Linked DNA regions of Mus musculus: region 2 is linked to region 1. The links are chromatin contacts, called in public promoter capture Hi-C maps. All regions are on one chromosome and are shown on one strand. Each heading gives the region's core, a stretch centred on a gene start, on an enhancer-like site or on the middle of the called end of the contact. The rest is flanking DNA. Distances are from core to core; before and after follow the strand shown.

Region 1 (2,753 bases), core at 75-2,574:
ATACAATCTTTCTAAACGAAGACAATATGGGTACTTTATACTTATTCTCATTGCATACTTTTATTAAAAGTTGGTGGGGGTAAGCATTTTATGAAGATTTCCCATGGCAACTCACAAAACTCCTTGCTGTACATTCCATTTGAACCTCTGTTAATATCACCATTATGATTTCCTTTTACACCACCTTGTCCAAGAAGTGCGCGCTTACTTTTTCAAAGTTGGGCTTTGACAGTCAAAATGCCTAAGATAAACTTTAAAAAACAACAGGGTTGGCATAAAATTTGCTAATGTTAGACGCACATTTAGGAAGCTACAGGATCAGAGGTTCCCACAAGCCCAGGACCCTTGGCTTACCCAGGAAGTTGAGTCCAGAGAGGGAGCCTTTTTTCTTTTGCAAACACTGCCCCCCGGAGCAAAAGGTAAACACAAATGCCCCCTACGGAACTCTGAGCTCCCTGCAGAGAGGGAAGGGAAAAGCTCAGAGCAATTAGAAACCGAAAGCGATCACTTACTTTTTGCAGCCACTGAGTATAATTTTCCATCACATGCTCCAGATGCTGAAGTTTCTGGGAAGAGAAATCCGGCTCCACGTGTGGAGCATCCCTTTGCAGAGCGTTGGTGTTGTACTGCTCTGTCGCACTCTCACGGCAGTTCCCGTCGTGTTCTGGAAGAATGAAAGTGTAGGCACATTGCCCATGTTGAATCCGGTTATATCTTCTCCCTCCGTTTTCTGGATTTCGGCGCTGGTTGCTGCACCCTATGTGAGTCAGAATGGCAGCGAAGAATGCAAAGGAAAGGAAAACTGTCATTGTACTGCCAGCGCTTGCCTTCCGTGCCTCCTGCAAAGCTTGCTCTTCTCTTCTGACCTTTAAACTAGTTCTTTATTTCAGGTAAAACTGCTTGTTTGACTCTTTCCCCGTTAAAGAAAGCGTTTGAAGAAGATCCACAGAAAACTAGCCATTTGTTAGCTTTGTTCTAAAAAAGCGTTACTTTAAAAAATTTTAACTGTAATGATAGTTTCCTTCGTTAAAACTTGAGATATTTATTGCAATAGTAGCTTAGATTTATTGTTTCCTCTCTGTGTAACCGTTCAGCGTGGAGCCTGCCCGCGTCAGCTGCGAGTACATATTCTAGCCCCTTTCCTCTACCCTATCTGCAGCAGATCTGCTATTTTCTCCCAGACCTCAGTGAGTTTTATTAAGGTTGCACATCCAAGCCAAGCTGGAAGCAGGCAGCCTTCACAAGATGACTTGACAGGAATGCATGAGTGTGCCCCTATGCTAAGGATTGCTGATGGCTTTGGGCGGCGGATCGGCTTACAAATTGGCTAGATGCGCATGACCTCGATCATGTATGGGCCTCCCGCCCCCTTCCGCAGACAATTGCCTTGAGTCCTTAGCAGATGCACGGAAAATCAATAAACAGAGCAGTCCACCTTAATAGGTTCGGGTGTGCTTGCTGACCTACTAACATCTAAGCAAGCTAGAAGTATGTTTTCAAAGTTATTGTTTAATTGAGGAACCCTAATTTGGCACAATCTCCAATGGATTTTTTTATAATTGTATAAAATTATTAAATTTAAAAAATTACTCCAGAAAAGACATTTAAAAACTATTTTTAGAAATGGCATTCTCCCCTTTGTATTTACATAGGCTTTAAGGAGAATAAAAGAATCAAAGGATCAAATTATCAAGGAAATTACCATAATTTGTCACTCAAAGCAACATATCATGTGCATACTAAGTAGTATTTTGAAAGCACCTTTTGGGATATGGATTTTAAATGACGCTGGTTTCTTGGTCAGAACGCAGCTGTTCACATTCTCTGAGTATAAATTGAGCAACTTCCCTACAACAACAATGTGGTTACAGTTTAAGACAGTGGCCTGAGAATTATTAATTCCTGTGGTACATGCTAATCATATATTTCACAAGAACCTCTGGCATTGCTATGGCTGCCTTTAACACTGGTATGGAAATTCCACACACATCCTTTGTGGCTACAGAGTCAAACCATCTGAGAACAAGCGTGTATCAGGTGTGCCAATGGCTTACACAAGCGAAACCTCTGCGATTTTTATTAAGAAAGAAAGCCATATGATCCGAAGGTGCTTTCCTAAGTACAGAATATAAATATTTGAATAAAGGTACAGTCAAGTGCAAAGACCAGGAGATGATTACAGAATTTAGGGTGGAATCAGGATACTGGATGTGTGTACATGCAGGATTTTCATTAGGAACTTCGTGGGCTTTGGAAGTGAAAGAGCCTCTGCTCTCAGGCATGTATACAAACAGAAGCCACAGCATGACTCTTGAGTCCTGGAATGGGGGCAGAGCAGTGGGTAAGGGCAGTGGTGGCTACAGATGCATCTTTAGGAAGGAAAGCAGAGGTCAAAACTGACTCCAGAGAGGAGGTGGTTTGCTTACAGTAAACAAACAGTGATGAGATTCGTTGGTCCTTTCCACACCAAATAACAGGCTTCTGGGCAGATTGATACATTATGCCAAACATAGGAGCAAAGTTCTCTGACCCTGCAAGAGACTTGCCACATTACATATAAGAGTCATAGGAAAGGTTGCTCTTAGGCAGCGATAATGCCACTTGAGAGTTTGTTATTTATCACCTCACTTTAAGCACTCCTTATGTATTATGTCATTTAATCATGGCAACAAACCCAAGACATAGGTATTATGTTTAACTCTTTGGGCTCTGAACCTAACTGTCTTTGACAATCTCTGAAAGGAAAAAAACAA
Region 2 (2,753 bases), core at 98-2,597, 570 kb before region 1:
CAGAGAGCTGGAGCAACACAGATGCTGCTATTTTAAACCACAAGCTTCTGGCATGCTTTGCTCCTCAGCCTTAAATAATTCACAGTCCAAAACTTGTCTGTTAATATTCCTGCTCAGAAAATATTTGGTTGTTCATAGCTTTACTCAAACCTTTGTATTTTTAATATATTTAAAAATTTTGTTTATAAAAATTATTATTGAATGTATGCTTAAATTTGATTACCCTTTTATTTTACAAAATGACTTAATATAAAAGGACAATAATTTTTATTCATTACTTCCAGATTCATTTACATCTTTGCTATGGTTACAGATGTACTTGGAATTGTTTCTTGTGATTCATGCTCCTCTTTGATTTGTTTTCCCGGTTGAATTATATTCCTTTGTTTGAATTCTCCCCCTTTGCCATTCTAATCTTAAAGGTTACATAATCTCATCAGTCATATTTAGTAATTTAAAAATCTAGAGGTAGCCAGGCTCCTAATGAGTCTTCTAAAGAATACAGGAACATAAGTAACTTGCCTTCAACTCATCCCCTTCAAAGAACAATTATAAGTTGTTCAACACAAGGTTGTACAACTTTGGGTGATGACAGGCATGTCTATATCTATTTTTTTATGCCTTTATCTCTGTTGCTACTAATAATGGAAAAACAGAAAGTTGGCCATTAATGGAAGAACAGAAAGGTGGCCATTAATACTGAAGAACAGAAATTTTGGGTTAATTTTACTGATATTTAATTAGCATCTTGCAGCCAAGAGACACTGTGTAGTTTATTGTAAGGCTTAGCTGGTGGTTTTATTTTGTGAATCTAGACGTTCATTTTATTATTATTTTCATCACTTTTGTGTAATATGCACATTTAATCAGGTCACTTCACCAACAATTCTGGTTGTATGCAGAACTTGATAGAAACCTCTTTCATTTTAGAAGGTATAATGACAGCCCATATGTGGTAAACTTTGGTAGTATATCATTTGATGAAGTCCTTAAAAAATGAAATTTTAAACAGTTCTTTGCATTTATGATGTACCTGGGTTTGGGAAGGTGCACGTGCTCTAGTGTGCATGCATGTAGGAGTCACCAAATGACATTATGTGACTTTCTCTGTCACCCATAGCCTGCCTCCCCCCCCCTCTCTCTCTATCTGTACCTGAGGTTCTTGCTGAAGCAAAAGCTCCTAAGCTTCTAGAGCCCACTATACTCTGCCTCACCAATGCAGTAATCACGTCTGACCATGCCCAGCTTTTATGCGCTAGAGACTTAAATTCGGGTCTTCAAGCTTGCACAGCAAACATCCTTACCCACTGAGCCATCTCCCATCCCCAAATAACAAAAGTTTCAGTTCCTTAGGACTCTTGGCTTCCAAAGAAGCAGTTGAGAACATGCTTTCAAACTGTATCACCTCCCCTAAATGAGCTGTTTTTCTTCTTGTGATGTTTTTAGAAAAGTTATCTTTGACTTTCTAAATTTGTGCATGCATGTGTTAGGCTTCCTTTACCTAGTTGGAGAGGATGCCTTATCAGGTTGAGACTTGATGTGCCAGAATGGGGAGGTATACAGGGGAGGAGGCACCCTGTCAGAGGAGAAAGGGGCGAGGTTGTTGTGGGGCAAGGGACTCTATAAGGAAGGAACAGGGAAGGGGAGCAGCATTTGGGATGTAAATATATTAATTAATTAATGAAAAAAATGTCAAACAAAAATGATGTAAGGATTTCTTGGTAGGTCAAGAAAAAAACAAGAGGATCCAGAAGTGGCAAGGGTGAGATTGTCAGTGAACACTTCCTCTGGCCAGGTCTCACTGGCCTTTCACCATTTCCTAACAATACTATCATAGTATGACTTCATCGTGGACTAAAACAGTCACTGTATTAGAACCTTCACAATATGATACTCTCTGGATGTTCCATCACAGACACACCCAGAGATTTATAAGTGTTCTCAGCCTTACTCAATCAAGTCAAGCGAAGATTGCCATGTTTTGCTTTATCTGTTCACTGTATACTGTGTATACTCTGTCTCTAGATTCTCTCCATAGGAGGGACTAATGCAATGCTCAGTTTATTTTTTTTAAAGAATTGTTTATTTATTTTATGTATGAGTACATTGTCGCTGTCTTCAGACACACAAGAAGATGGCATCAGATCCTATTACAGGTGGTTGTAAGCTACCATGTGGTTGCTGGGAATCGAACTCAAGATCTCTGGAAGAGTAGTCAGTGCTCTTAACTGCTGATCCATCTCTCCAGCGACCTCAATTTAATTTTTAACCTTCTAATATCTCCTTTTCATTCTCTTGGTGCTGTTTCTAAGAATTATTATTATGTTTGAGCTTATCATTTGATTTCTATCTTCCATGGCCTGTGACCTTTTCCTTATAACCAAGTGTCAGAAACCCTTCAGCTCTTACTGTCTAGTTTCTATTTTCTGGTTGTGTCAAACATATTGTTCAGTGTAGCTCATGAGTGTTTCTTTTCCCTGGACCTGTTTTTAAACTTCCAGTATTTGATCTTTTAAATATCAGATGCTTCCCCTTTTTTAAGGTATAAGATTTTTATTGATTTCCACTGGAAGCTTATCTTTCCTTACATATTTTAGAATCTGATCCTCTTCTCTTTTTACCAGGCAATTATTGCATGCTCAGTTTGGGAGGTTGGCTTGTTTTCACTGTCTGCGGTCCTTCATGGCAATCTATTAACTCATTGTTGTGTGACTTAATGGTATTGTGGGTTTGTTTTATTTTAACTACATTTA

The links. Promoter capture Hi-C pulls out the DNA fragments that hold promoters and counts their contacts.
Region 2: a contact with region 1 is called in a promoter capture Hi-C map of pre-B cells, with 6 times the contacts expected there. The contact joins the enhancer-like site here to the promoter of Angpt1 in region 1. A contact is called at or near these places in 18 of 39 promoter capture datasets (the 3T3-L1 cell line, 3T3-L1-derived adipocytes, the C10 cell line and 13 more), 3 of 15 datasets of contacts at CTCF or cohesin (the NIH/3T3 cell line, large pre-B cells and pro-B cells) and 9 of 115 datasets of contacts at active chromatin or transcription factors (DN3 thymocytes, the SCID.adh cell line, acute myeloid leukemia and 6 more).

Annotation. Positions count from the first base shown.
Region 1 is chr15:42,675,653-42,678,405 of GRCm38.p6, forward strand. It overlaps Angpt1 (angiopoietin 1), which reads right to left and starts at 1,325. Exons shown (of 9, transcript NM_009640.4): 1 at 513-1,325. The coding sequence starts at 809.
Region 2 is chr15:42,100,999-42,103,751 of GRCm38.p6, forward strand. No RefSeq gene overlaps it. Among named protein-coding and RNA genes, the nearest start is that of Abra, 230 kb to the left of the region's middle. Within about 2 kb of position 1,348, at least 6 of the 459 cell types and tissues checked have an H3K27ac peak or open chromatin away from gene starts, as enhancers often do. A contact at or near this core is called in the SCID.adh cell line and pre-B cells, where this site is marked.